Linked DNA regions of Sus scrofa: region 1 is linked to region 2. Evidence: chromatin contacts called from public HiChIP or PLAC-seq data. All regions are on one chromosome and are shown on one strand. Each heading gives the region's core, a stretch centred on a gene start, on an enhancer-like site or on the middle of the called end of the contact. The rest is flanking DNA. Distances are from core to core; before and after follow the strand shown. Region 1 holds the start of HUS1 (HUS1 checkpoint clamp component). Region 2 holds the start of PGAM2 (phosphoglycerate mutase 2).

What was found. HiChIP or PLAC-seq counts read pairs in DNA pulled down with a chosen protein or histone mark.
Region 1: a contact with region 2 is called in an H3K27ac HiChIP or PLAC-seq map of skeletal muscle. The contact joins the promoter of HUS1 here to the promoter of PGAM2 in region 2. A contact is called at or near these places in 1 of 5 promoter capture datasets (liver), 8 of 47 Hi-C or Micro-C datasets (embryonic fibroblasts, epiblast stem cells, mesenteric adipose tissue and 4 more) and 1 of 2 datasets of contacts at active chromatin or transcription factors (skeletal muscle).

Annotation. Positions count from the first base shown.
Region 1 is chr18:48,521,087-48,528,000 of Sscrofa11.1, forward strand. HUS1 (HUS1 checkpoint clamp component) reads left to right here and starts at 1,879. Exons shown (of 9, transcript NM_001136511.1): 1 at 1,879-2,003; 2 at 2,618-2,745; 3 at 2,842-3,018; 4 at 4,887-4,994; 5 at 5,967-6,041. The coding sequence starts at 1,952.
Region 2 is chr18:48,705,626-48,712,964 of Sscrofa11.1, forward strand. PGAM2 (phosphoglycerate mutase 2) reads left to right here and starts at 4,867. Exons shown (of 3, transcript NM_001134968.1): 1 at 4,867-5,334; 2 at 5,446-5,626; 3 at 6,958-7,124. The coding sequence starts at 4,921. The coding sequence ends at 7,124. LOC106506850 (a long non-coding RNA gene) reads right to left here and starts at 4,571. Exons shown (of 2, transcript XR_001302456.2): 1 at 4,450-4,571.

The sequences.
Region 1 (6,914 bases), core at 629-3,128, 190 kb before region 2:
TTTTCTCCTGTAAAGAAGAAGAAGAAGAAAAAAAAGGGCAAATACTGCCTGTCGGGATTGATGCAGAACCTCTGAGCTATGCCAGTCTCGTCCCCCTTGGGTAAATTTTCCATCATTAACTGGTAACAACAGGACTGCAAATCTTCCTCTGGGACTGGAGGGAGAAGCAGGCACCTGACAGGCCCTGGCAGATGCAGGGCTGGGTGACAGCTAGTAAATACATGATACTTATGTGGGTAGAGTTCGCCATCTCTGCAGCTACAAAAACATCAGTTTCTTACTTCCAACTCCACAGCTGACTGATGTACTCTAATTATATTTCTGTGTTCAAGACAAGGTCATTTCCTTGCACAATAAACAAACGTAATGAATAACATCAATACCGCTCTCCAGATCATCCTGTGACTGAATTACTAAACCCCTGAGGTTTGCCCATTTTTTAAATGAGAAGATAGTATTAACTAGACAGACAACAATATGAAAACTCAGTAGCACACAGGCTTCTAGAGAGCTCTAGTGATCTCATTCCCTGCCTCCAAATTGTTTGGAAAAAATGTAGCTAAGCAGTGAAATAGCATCAATATAGTCACCCATACGGAAACTACTGAATTATTAATTTGCTAAACCTATTTAAGAAGACTGGAAGAAAACGTAAGATCCCTGTTTTCTTTCAAGAAAAGATTGTTACAGCTTAATTTCAAAATTCCCTGTATTATTTGGGCCTTTGTACAGCATATATACTCACATATCTTCTTAGGAAGTTTAAAAAAAAACTTTCTATTTTTGGGGGGTTAATATCGCCAAAAAGTTAATTTTTTTCCTTTTTTTTTTTTTTTTTGTCTGTCTTTTCTAGGCCTGCACTGGTGGCATGTGGAGGTTCCCAGGCTAGGGGTCTAACCAGAGCTATAGCCGCCAGCCTATGCCAGAGCCACAGCAACGCCAGATCCGAGCCGCCTCTGTGGCCTACACCACAGCTCAAGGCAACGCCGGATCCTTAACCCACTGAGCGAGGCCAGGGATCGAACCCACAACCTCATGGTTCCTAGTCGGATTCATTAACCACTGAGCCATGACAGGAACTCCTAATTTTTTTCCTCTTGAACAAATCAACTCAGTCATTTATGGTTAGACAATTTTCCCCAAACACCCAACACCATAGATGTTGTTATGCCTAAAAAAAATGGTTTTTTTTAAATGGCAAAAAACTAAGTGATTTAAGGTAAATATCAATATATTATGAAACACTGTTTACAAAGCTTGTTCAGATACATTATTTAATCACATCCATGACTTCCAGAGCAACCACTTCATCTAATGATTTATTCTTTTCTTAGGGGCGCAGCTGCAGCATATGGAAGTTCCCAGGCGAGGGGTCAAATGGGAGCTGCAGCTGCCCGCCTGCCCCAGAGCCACAGCAACTCAAGATCTCAGCCTCCTCTGCCACCCACACCACAGCTCATGGCCACTCTGGGTCCTTTAACCCAGCGAGCAAGGCAGGGACTGAACCTGCCTCCTCGTGGATGCTAGTGACCTTTGAGCCACAACCGGACTCAAATTTGAAATTTAAAGCAATTTTAAAGCAACATGAGGGGAGGTTCTAAAGCTCCCCCACATCAGAGGTGTATATTTAAGCGATCGTTTCACCTAATACTTTATAAATAAAGGATTGACTTTATTTCTGAGGTTCTGAAACAGCACTGGAAATAAGTATCGCAAAAGTTCTTTCAAGTTGGGCCGCCTCGGAACCACTTCCTGCACCTGAGGGCGGGTGATGGCGTCACTTCCGGCAGATGCTGCCACACCCCGGGGGCGGGACCCAAAGGCCCGGCTCCCCGCCCCAAAGAGGCGGGCGGAACCCAGGGCGGGGCTGCGGCGTTTCCGGCGGGAAGCTTAAGGCGGGACGCACTGGAGTGTGTCGCCGGCAGACGCCCCCGGCGGGCCGCGTCCCGCCATGAAGTTTCGGGCCAAGATTGTGGACGGGGCCTGTCTGAACCACTTCACCCGTGAGTAAGCGGCCGCGTCGGCCCAGGTCGTGGAGAGGAGGGCAGAGTGGAGGGAGGGCGGCCGGGAAGGAGGCAGTGCGCGCGGCTGGGGCCCTGCGAGGAGGGGCGGGGTGGGGCCGAAAGGGATGGGGGCCCAGCCGGAGGCTGGCGGCGGGCGCAGGTGGACGTGAATGGTTCCTAAAACCGGACTTGCCTTGCGTGGCTTTCCTTAAACTGGTCGCCGGCCCCTAAAGACGCAGACCTCTATTTCCACTCCGGTCCCAGAGCGCTCTCCGCCCCTGCCGGCCTAGTCTTGCCCCCTGCAGGACCCAGCGGCCGCAGGTGGGCCCGGAATGAACGAATGCGACCGATCGGCACCAGTTAGCCTCTGAGTCTGGGTTTCTTTCTTCCAGTCCTGAGGGCGGCGGGCGATGCTACCGTGCAGGCCTGTTGAGAGGCTGGCGTGACTTCAGCGGGATAAAGCGGTATTCCCGGTGGGTCGTAGTGTAAACGGGATTTTCTCCACCGGGAAAGCGCACCATGCCGAACTGAATCGGGAGTTCTGCAGGCTGACGTGGCGTCTGGGATACTCGGCCTGCTTCTTAGTGATTTCTTATTTTAACCCTTTGCTATAGGAGTCAGTAACATGATAGCCAAGCTTGCCAAAACCTGCACGCTGCGCATCAGCCCGGATAAGTTGAATTTCATCCTCTCTGACAAGGTGGCCAATGGAGGGGTGAGCATGTGGTGTGAGCTGGAACAGGTGAGTGCCAGCTCCTGAGAGGCCTGCAGACTCCCCCTAAATGCCATTGGGAAGGGCGTACATGTCCCCCCCTCCCGCCGCCTTTTTTTCCCTTAGGAGAACTTCTTCAGCGAATTTCAAATGGAAGGTGTCTCTGCACAAAACAACGAGATTTATTTAGAGCTAACGTCGGAAAATTTATCTCGAGCCTTGAAAACTGCCCAGAATGCCAGATCTTTGAAAATCAAGCTGACTAATAAACACTTTCCATGCCTCACAGTTTCTATAGAGCTGGTAAGTAGGAAGGGATCGTTTCTTAAACTTCCCAGAAGGAATTAGAAGTTATAAGCCTAGGCATGTTAACGCTATGTGGGAAGCTAATTGGTTTTATTGAAATGAAAGGTCTGTCCTCCTTGTGTTTATTTTTTATTTTTAAGGTTTTTTTTTTTTTTTTGCTTTTTTAGGGCTGCACCCACATCATATGGAAATTCCCAGGGCTAGGGGTCTAATCGGGGCTACAGCTGCTGGCCTACACCACAGTCACGCAGGATCCAAGCCGCATCTGCGATTTACACCAGAGCTCATGGCAACGCCATTGCAGATCCTTAACTCTGGATCCTCAACCTCTGAGCGGGGCCAGGGAGCAAACCCGAATCCTCATGGATCCTAGCCACCCAGATCCTCCTTGCATTTAAATGACATTGTTATCATGTACTGTTCAAGTAGGATCCTGCTTTGCCTATGAAATAACACATCTGCATCTTTTTTCTTAGATTTGCATATTCCAGCATCTCCATTTCTTTCTTTCTTTTTTTGTATGGTACATGGTTCTTTTTTTTGTTTTTAATTACTCAAATGAATTGATCACATCTGTCATTGTATAATGATCATAACCATCTGATTTCACAGGATTTCCATCCCACAGCCCAGGCACATCCCCCCACCCCCCAGCATCTCCATTTCTTTTACTGGTATTGTCACCCAGTCTAGAAACAGTTGTTTCTCTCCATTTTCACCTTTCAAGTGTTTGTGTGTCCCTCCCTTCTTCCCCTCTTCTGCCATTAACACCTTTTTTTTTTTCTTTTTACAGTCACACTTGAGGCTTTGCAAATTCCCAGGCTAGGGGTCAAATTGGAGCTGTGGCTGCCAGCCTGTGGCACAACCTCAGCAACACCAGATCTGAGCCGCATCTGTGACCCACACCACAGTTTGTGGCAACTCCAGATCCTTAACCCACTGGTAGAACGAGGCCAGGGATCGAACCTGCATCCTTTCAGAGACAACATCAGGTCCTTAACCTGCTGAGCCACAACGGGAACTCCTGTGTACTTTTATTTGATGTGTGAGCACTGCATTTAATTTAGTGCTCTATGGAGGAGGATTCCTTTTCTTCATACTTTTTTCTCAGCTCTTGGCAGTTAGGCAGTTCTTAGAGCTAATCAGAGTATTTCACCTCACAATGTAAGTGTAGTATGGTTCTCCAGATGCTTAAAGAAAAGCAAAATAGCAACATATACTGCTTTTCTATCTTGAAGTGCAGGATATCTTGCTTCATTATGAGTCTCATAGGAGCCTCTGCACATAGACAAGCCTAGTTTTATCCTTCCAGTGCTTTTGCACACTGAGTGTCCCCTGCACACAAAAGGGTCTCTCGGTCCCTTCTACACCCCTTTAAGAGTTGTGTGGTGTCTGAAAAGCCTCACGACTTTACACACGCTGTTCCCCTGCCTGGGAGAACACTGTGCCCCTCGTCCCTATTTTTCTGTGGCTGACAGCTTCTCCTTGTTCTGGTCCGATCTGAAACATCACCTCTCAGAGAAGCTTTTTCTGATCTCCTAGCTAAGAACCTCTTCACATGCTCACCTGGTTGCTGTTTGACTGCAGTAGTGATTGTACATATTGCATCAGCTCACACAGTTTGTGCGTTCTCTTCCTTACTGACCCATGCGTACCGTTGGCACCTCAGGGACTTTATCTTGTTCTTGTTGAGGACACTTCCAGCTCCTAAGAGGACCCAGAGCTGGAACAGCACCCCATTAATATGTGCTAAATGGACTCTGATGAGTGACTTGAGAACATTCTATTAAATTTGGTATCAACTTTTTTTGTCTTTCAGTTCTTTTTTCAAGTTATAAAAATTGTTTAAATTCTTCTCTTGGCAGTTATCCTTGTCAAGCAGTAATCGCATTGTGACACATGACATCCCCGTAAAGGTTATTCCTAGAAAACTGTGGAAGGACTTACAGGAACCTACAGTCCCAGAGGCTGACGTGAGTGATGCCTAGTGTCTCTCCTCACCGCACAGTAAATGGTGTGATTGGAAGTCTCTGATTTCAGTTATAGTCTTGCCGTCTGTTTTATTTAAGAGTTGTGTGGTGTCTGAAAAGCAAGGGGCATTCATTTTTAAAGGATACTCCGGGGGAAGAAGTTGGAATATTTGCCTTTAGTTGCTTACGTAAAACATCTTAAAATAGTGTTGTGTATGACAGAAACACCACGCCCTTTACAGTTAGGAGATAGTCTTGCTCAGTAATGGCGCTTGGAACTAAAGTGGCACGTGGAGGACGTTGCACCTCTCGGGAGCGATGGTCCTTGGCACCAGGGTGCGTTTCTCAGGACTTGGTTTTTTCTTTGTCTTGTAAGGAGTGATGTCCCAGGTGTGTGTAAGGGCCGAAAGGAGAGGCTGTTTTAGATCTTCTGACACAAGCCCGAGAGCCGCTGGAAATGAAGGTGATCCCAAAGGGTCCTTTGCCTCCTGCTCCCAATTCGCTGAAGAAGAGATTGTGAACATACACTGAACGGAGTCGTTACCCGACCTCTCCTGGAAGACATCTACACTGGGAAAAAGCCGGCACTGTTGTATCCCAGTCTGAGCCCTGCCGCGGCGCTGCCCCATGTTTTGCACAGAGTAGGAGAAGGCCAGGTGTGAGCCCCGCAGGGGGCAGCCTCTGCCCGGCTGAGTCTCACTCCCCTAGGGTGTGTACGGGGCATCTCAGCTGCAGGGCTGTAGTCCTAGAACCAGAAGAAAGCCCGCAGGGACGTGGTCGCTGAGGTAACCGGAGGCAGGCAGGAGTTGGTGAAGCTGTAGAGTTTTTATATTTTAAAAACACCTTTTTCAGACAATTTAAAAACAGGATTCCAGGGGTTTTAAGTGTACACATGTTCCAGAGATAACCAGCACTTTTCAGTACTTGGTTGTGTTCTGTTTTTCACACTCCCGGTCTTTCTCGTTGGCTTCATAGGTTAGTATCTATTTACCAGCCTTGAAGACGATGAAAAGTGTTGTGGAAAAGATGAAAAACATCAGCAATCACCTTGTAAGTTCTCATTTCTTCAGAAAGAGCTCCTAAGTGCATGCTTTAAGCTCCGTGTCCTGGGAGGGGCCTCCTCTGGTGGAGGCTTGGTGGCCTCACGTTCAAGTTCTGGGACCTGCGTGGGCCAGAAACGGGTGCTCCTAGAAACCCATTCCAGTGCTTTTCAGCTCTCCTCACTTGTGTTTGCCCTTGTTTCCCATTTATATTTATGGTGTGTTAAGACATTCCACAGTTCTGGCTTTCTTTCCTTCTGTTTTGGATAGAATATTCTCTGTCCTGTCTGAGAACGTGCATGTGTTTTTATGACCACGAATGCTGGCAGTGAGTTGAGTGTCTGTCTACTTGGCACATGTCTCAGTGAGCCTGGGACAAAGAGCCCCTAGAATACATGCCTCTTCCTCCGAGCAGCTCCTAGGCCAGGTGGAGGGGCGGGCTGACTTTCCTGTTGTGCAGGTCTGGTGTCAGGGATGCTGTAATGTGACAGTGATGGGGAATTGTGTGGGTCCTCCTTCACTCCTGGGCCTCTCCTGAGTTCCTCACCCGCCCTCCCCAAAACTCGTTTGAGTATGTTTCGGTCCCCCTGAGGAAGCATCAGCTGTTGCCCTTCACTGTCCCCAGGCCTCGTCACCTGCCACATGGCCACACTTCCTTGCAGAGCCACTCTAGACTCTTCACCCACCCCGCAATGCCAGCTCTTTCCAGAGTCCCCCTCTGCCATTTCACATCCAGCGGCTTCTCTCCCACCTTCCCCTGGGAGAGTCTCACAGTCCCTCGAAATTCCCAGACCGTCTCCCGCTGCCCTGGCTGTAAGCCCCTCTGCTGGGCTGCTCTGCTCAGCACTACATGGTAAGTTACCTGCTAACATCTTAAAACCCC
Region 2 (7,339 bases), core at 3,617-6,116:
AGAAGCTCCTGGGCCATGGATCAAACCTGCACCACAGCAGTGACCCCAGCCACTGCAGTTTACAATGCTGGATCCCGGAGTTCCCTTCGTGGCGCAGGGGAAACAAATCCGATTAGGAACCAGGAGGTTGCGGGTTTGATCCCTGGCCTCGCTCAGTGGGTTAAGGATCCAGCATTGCCGTGAGCTGTGGTGTAGGTCGCAGACACAGCTAGGCGTTGCTGTGGCTGTGGTGTAGGCTGGCAGCTGTAGCTCTGATTGGACCCCTAGCCTGGGAACTTTCATAGGCTGTGGTGCAGCCTTAAAAAGACGGAAGAAAAAAAAAAAAAAAAAAAAAAGCTGGCTCCTTAACTGCTAGGCCACCAAGGAAATCCCAGAACTCCCTTTAATGTCATTTCTGCCAGGACAGCCTTCAAGAGTGTTAGAGTTTTTCTGACATGTACCTTAAAAGGCTTCCAGCCTCTTTGAATTACCCACCTCCAAAGCCACTTCCACATCGTTAGGTGTTTGGTGCAGCAGCTCCCCACTTCTCGGTAGAAGTGTGTTTCAGGATCCCAGGGCTGCCGTAGACTAGGAGGCTCAAACAACAGAAATGTATTTCCTCGAAGTTCTAGCGACTAGAAGTCAGTGCAAGACGAGGCGCTGCTGGCGGGTTGATTTCCCCTGAAGCTTTTCTCCTCAGTCCCTGCCTTGTTGCGTGTTCTGTCCATTTTCTCCAGCATCACTTACTGAAAGGCAGCCTTGTCTTTTCTCCATTGTCAGTTTTCTTCATCAGCATTTTAGAGTTTCGAGAGTACAGGTTTTTTGCCTCTTTAGGTAGGTGTATTCCTAGGTATTTTATTCTCTTTGATGCAATGGTAAATGGGATTGCTTCCTTTTTTTAATTTTTGTTTTTTTCCTTTTTAGGGCCACACCTGAGGTATTATGGAAGTTCCCAGGCTAGGGGTTGAATTGGAGCTGCAGCTGCTGGTCTACACCACAGCCACAGCAACACGGGATCCACATCGCATCTGAGACTTGTGCTGCAGCTTATGGCAACACCGGGTCCTTAACCCACTGAGCAAGGCCAGGGATTGAATCCGTATCCTCAGGGTGACATTGGGTCCTTAACCCACCAAGCCACCAGGGAACTCCCTTTTTAATTTTCTCCTTTTTTCCCTTGTGTTATTTCAAAATTCCTATCATCTGAGTCCATGCGCTTCTCTCCACCTGCTCTACTCTGCTACAGATGCTCTGTGCATCCTTTATTTCACTCAGTGAATTCTTTAACTAGAGACTATCTTGATTTTTTTAATGGTTTCTATCTACTTGGTAAAGCGCTTCCTAATATCACTGAGCCATCTTCCTGAGTTTTCGGACAGCACCTTGCGTATCTTGAAAAGAGCCATTTTGAACTCTCCATTGGCCAGACTGCAATAGTCTCTGGTTTTGAGCTTGATGGTAGAGTTTTTGGTGTTTTTTGGTGATGATGTATTTCCTTGATTTTTCACATACCTTGCAGTCTCGCTTTGCTGCTGTCCCATTTGAAGTAGGAGGCATCTCCTTACATCTTTACTGGTTGCCTTCTTATGGAGTATTATTTGTTGATGTAGCTTTATCTGGGCTTTCCTAGATTTTTGCCTGGGTGTCCTTCTCCGCTCTTCTTGCTCCCCCTTGTGGCAGAAGTATTAAGCTTTAATGTCTTATTCCTACAGCTCCTCAAGCTGGCTGCTGGGAATCTCTTGTTTCCAAGAAGGTGGTGCCATAGCTCCAGCTTACGGCTCACCCTTTGCCCACAGACCCTGGTCCATTCTCTGGGAGCCCTGTGATTACTGGACCTGCTCTAGGCGTTGCACCTGGGAGCACTCACAAGAATCTAGACCCAGAGTGGGTGCAGGTTGGGGTTGAGTGCTGAGGTGTTGGGGTACCTTCAGACCATGTGGGAGATGCTCGGTTGGGATATTCCCAAAGGCTTGTGGGGCCGACCCCTGCTAAAATCCTGAAGCAGTCAACAGAGTTCATGTCCCTTTAATCCTGGGAATTTTTTTGTTTTTTGTTTTTTAGGACTGCACCCATGGCATATGGACGTTTCCAGGCTAAGGATCAAATTGGAGCTGCATCTGCCAGCCTACACCACAGCTCAGGGCAATGCCGGATCCTTAACCCATGGAGCAAGGCCAGGGATCAAACCTGTGTCCTCATGGATACTAGCCAGGTTCATTACTGCTGAGCCATGTTGGGAACTCCCGAAAATGCTTTTTGAATGAATAGGAGTCAGCTTGGAGCCAAGGCTCAGAGGCTGGGTCTTCTCAGTCCCAGTGCTCCTCTGAGGTCTTCTGCTTTCTTAACATCCCCCGGACAGACTCGTCCTCACGCAACCCAAAGCCACCACCGCTACCAGGGCTCTTGGCCTCCACGCCTGCCTCTCCAGCTGCAAGTGGCTTCAAACTCTCCAGCGACTCCCATTCCTCAGGGCACAAGGCCCAGCCCCTCCATGACGCTGTACCACGCACCTGTTCATTGTCCTGTGGGGACTGGTCCTTTGGCGGCTCCTCTGCCTGGGACGCTGTCTCCCATCCTAGCTGAGTCCTTTGCTTTCTGCTGTTTCTAAATGTCACATCCAAGGGGCTGTCTCTAGCCCCCCATCCCCTGCCTCCCAGCAAAACCAGTGCCCTCTCACCTCCATCTCTCCCCACCCATTATTTAACTCCTTCCTAGTAGTCAGGATGCACTAGAAGAGCTGGTTGTTCCTATTTTCTGTCGACGTAAATCAAAAAGGAAAACGAGGGGAGTTCCCATCGTGGCGCAGTGGTTAACGAATCCGACTGGGAACCATGAGGTTGCGGGTTCGGTCCCTGCCCTTGCTCAGTGGGTTAAGGATCCGGCGTTGCCGTGAGCTGTGGTGTAGGTTGCAGACACGGCTTGGATCCTGCGTTGCTGCAGCTCTGGCCTAGGCTGGTGGCTACAGCTCCGATTCGACCCCTAGCCTGGGAACCTCCATATGCCGAGGCTGCGGCCCAAAGAAATAGCAAAAAAAGACAAAAAAAAAAAAAAAAAGGAAAATGAGGGAAGCTCCAAAAGACGAGGAGCAGGGGTAGCAGAGGGCCTGCGATTCGGGAAAAATCTGCAGCAAGTACAGGGGAGTCTGCTGACAGTTTGGAACGGGTTGTATTTCTGAGCAGGGATGTAAAGAGAGTGAAAGTTTGCTTTGAGTCAGTTGATTTTTTTTTTTTTTTTTTTTGTCTTTTCTAGGGCCTGGCCATGGTCAAGAGGACAAAAAGCAGACAATACGTAGAGCTGTGGTTTGAATCAGGACAGCGCCGGAGCGGCACGACCTGCCCGTGGCACTGCTCAGAGGGCGGCCTCCACCTCCAGGCTGGGGTGCAGAGCCTCCGTCTCCGGACCCGGAGCTGGGAGCCTCTGCACTGGGCGGGCAGCGGTGCTGGAAGGAGCGTCAGGACTTCTCTCACCTCGGTGAGAAGTGGCCTCCTACCCACTCTTCTATTTTCAGAAATGTGACATCGGGGTGGGAGGAAGTGGGGGGCTGTGGATGGGGCCCCCCGGGAGGGTGCAGCTGCAACTTGGCATCTCGACCCTGCTTGGTTTCTTCACAGCCCAGGCCCCAGTGGCCCTTGTCCCCAACACCTGAAGGCAGAGTTCCTGGGCCTGCACCCGTCTACACCGTCGCCTAGTCCCAACCTCAGCCTACCTCCGGGTGCTCCTGGTAAGCTGGGCACAGACCTAACAACCAGCACCTCTGATCCTGGGGCCCCTTGGGGACATGAATCCTGAATTTCATCTTTCTTTTTGGCCGTGCCCATGGCACGTGGAAGTTCCTGTGCCAGGGATCGAACCTGCACCACAGCAGGTTGAGCCACCAGGGAACTCCTTGTTTTTCTTTTTAAAGGTAGTTCTAGCTGGACGGAATGAGCCGGGCTAGGTGGAGTGTGGCAGGCGTAGATGAGAATTCAGCAAAGGGACACGGGAGGAGAAAGCCCTCTGCTCCTCTCTCTGGTCCAGGCAGCCAGGCCCGCGGTGCTGCCCAGCTCAGCCCTTGCCCCCCACTGCTGCCACCTCCCACAGGGCCGGACCTCCCTCAGGGCCACGGCTCTCGCCCTGGCTCTGCCCTCAGCAACATTTCCTCCTCCTCTGTCCCTTGAGGGGACTAGTGCAGGGGATGGCTCGGCCGATTCCAGCCCGGCTGTCAGCCCCAGGCTCCCACAGGGCTCCTCCTGTGAGCCAGCGGGACAGAGGAACCCGAGGGAAGTCCCAGCGGTATTCAGACCCCATTCCTGGGCGGGCAGAGCAGAGCCTCTGGGGGATCCTCCTGGCAGCTCACACATGCACACGCATGCAACACATACACGTACCCACGGTTCTACACGCACTCACCGTGCACGCGCACGTGCGTGGGCAAACACACACGCACGTTCCCATCCCCGGCTCCCTCTGACACCAGGCTACTGTCCTTACCCAAAAGCAGGCTTGGCGCCGGCTGTGCTGAGGGACCAGGAGGAAGTGGCTGGGGTTTTTCTGCCCCTTGCCCGACAGCGTCAGGGCCCCTGGGAGCAGGGATGGGCTGATGGGGCTGGAACGCCAGCCTCTGGGGGAGTCCTGCCCTGGAGAGCCCCTCTGTTCCTTCGGGCCCCCGCCTCTCGGGCTTGACGTCTGCCCTCCATGCCCAGCCCTGCTCGGAAGCCCCACCCAGCCCGGGCTCCGGACCTGTGGCGACTGGTGGTGGGTGAGGCTATTTTAAGTCCAGCTCTTGGACTGCCTGACACTCGGCTCTGCTACTGGCCACCTGCCGCTGCCCATCAGACCTGGAATGCTAATTGGCAGTTGGCCTGGGTGGGGGCAGGGGACAGACTGTTATAAAGCTGGGGGTGCCCGGGAGGCACCTGTCCCTGTCTGGAGCCTGCCACCGTCCCCGCCACCACCGCCACCATGGCCACCCACCGCCTCGTGATGGTTCGGCACGGCGAGAGCACCTGGAACCAGGAGAACCGCTTCTGCGGCTGGTTTGACGCGGAGCTGAGCGAGAAGGGGGCCGAGGAGGCCAAGAGGGGGGCCCATGCCATCAAGGACGCAAAGATGGAATTTGACATCTGCTACACGTCGGTGCTGAAGCGGGCCATACGCACCCTCTGGACCATCCTGGACGGCACGGACCAGATGTGGCTGCCCGTGGTGCGCACCTGGCGCCTCAACGAGCGGCACTACGGGGGGCTCACCGGCCTCAACAAGGCGGAGACGGCCGCCAAGCACGGGGAGGAGCAGGTGAAGATCTGGAGGCGCTCCTTCGACATCCCACCGCCCCCCATGGATGAGAAGCACCCCTACTACAGCTCCATCAGCAAGGTGGGCTGCTGGCGGGCGGGGGGAGGCCTGGGGATGGGGGCCTTCGGGACGGGAGCCCGGGCGGGGCCGGGGCAGCTGTCTGGGGAGTGAACGCAGTGTGGATGCCCCCAGGAGCGGCGGTACGCAGGCCTGAAGCCCGGGGAACTGCCCACGTGCGAGAGCCTCAAGGACACCATTGCCCGGGCCCTGCCCTTCTGGAACGATGAGATCGCGCCCCAGATCAAGGCAGGCAAGAGAGTGCTCATCGCAGCCCACGGGAACAGCCTGCGGGGCATCGTCAAGCATCTGGAAGGTGAGGCCCACCCTCACAGGCAGGCCGGGTGACACAGTCCCCTGAAACAGTCAGCCCCCTTTCAGCAAAGGCCCAGGTGCCTTGAGGCAGCTTTGCAGGCACCGGCATGGGGGGTGGGGCTCCAAACTGACTTCAACTGGGCGGGTCGAGAGGCCGTTTGAAAAACAGCTTTGTAAGCATGTTCATTGCTGTGTGTACTGGGACGCGGCGGAACATGAGTGTTCTGGAGCCGGTGGGTGAAAACGCCTGCCACTCCTGACCCAGGCCCAGCCATCTACACAGGGGCTGAGGGGTCCCCGGCTGGCCCTGTGTCCTAAACACCAGCCCCGGGCGAGAGGAGGGAAGGCCAGCAATGGCATCTTGCCCAGAGGCCACCCAGGAAAAGGCAGGGCATCACTTTGCTGAGTGACCCTGGTCCAGTCACTCCCCCAGAAGCTGCTGGATATGGGACCCAGGCCAGGGCCCTGTCCCCCTGCTCACACCCACTCCAGGCAAAGACGAGTGGGAAGAAGGGCACAGGGGGTGGAAAACCCTAGAGACCCTCAGTTGGCCTTCCGTTCAAAAGGCAGCAACCCCTCCCAACAGGACAGGTTCCCCACTGAGGCCCCAGCCCGCCGTCCCCAGAATGCAGGGTCCCTGGACGCCTGGCAGCTGGCACTGAGCCTAGCAGACGACGGACCGTGTTGGGCCCTTCCCTCTGGGCTTCCTGCAGCCCCGACTAGAAAAGGGTCTCCTCCCACTGCCCAAAGCGCTCTCCAGCCCTCCTTGCAGCAAGGGGCTGGGGTGGCAGGAATACCAAAGGTCAAGCTGCTATTCCAGGCCAGGCCTGCGGGAGGCTGGCAGGGTTGGGTTTCCACAGGAAACTCTTCTTCCCACCTGGCAGGGCCTCCAGGGCCCCTCGGCCACAGGCGGCCCTTGGGCCTCTCCCACCCCCTTCCTCGGGAGCAGCCCTGCTCCTCTGCTTAGGCTATCGCGACATTAAAAAGAAACCGCATGGTTAACGTCCTTTCTGAACCCAAACCCGAACGTCCCCAGTCTGGCTAGAGCTCACGTTGGGCCAAGGGGGCCAATCACCCCCCCCCCCGCCCCCATCAAGATAGCTCAGATGGAGCGAGGTCCTGGTTCCCCACAGCTATTTCTGTAGGCTGCTGTCTCAGTGCAGGCTTGACCTTCTCTAGGCGTGTCCGTGGCCTTGCTCTCAGGGCGGGAGGGCTGCTGCCTGGCTGACAGCTCTGTGGCCGGTAAAGGTCACGGAGCCTGCTGAAGGCGAGAGCAGGTGGCGGCGGGGCAGACAGGCTGGGAGGGGCTCAGACCCTGTCTCTCCCGTCCAGGGATGTCCGACCAGGCCATCATGGAGCTGAACCTGCCCACAGGGATCCCCATCGTGTACGAGCTGGACCAGGCGCTGAAGCCCACCAAGCCCATGCGCTTCCTGGGCGACGAGGAGACGGTGCGCAAGGCCATGGAGGCCGTGGCCGCCCAGGGCAAGGCCAAGTGAAGGGGGGGCTCTGGCAATAAAGGCACCTCACCCCATCGCCTCAAGTCCAGTGTGGCCCCGGGACGCCTGGCTGGGGGGCCGGCAGAGGCCCACTCCCCAGCACTCCCTCGGGGGTTGCTCCACAGGCCCGGAGCCTGGGAGCCTCACACCCGTGGCCTCAGGCCCCCACGCCGCACCCAGCCCACCCCCACTGGGGGTGGGGACCTTGGGGACCA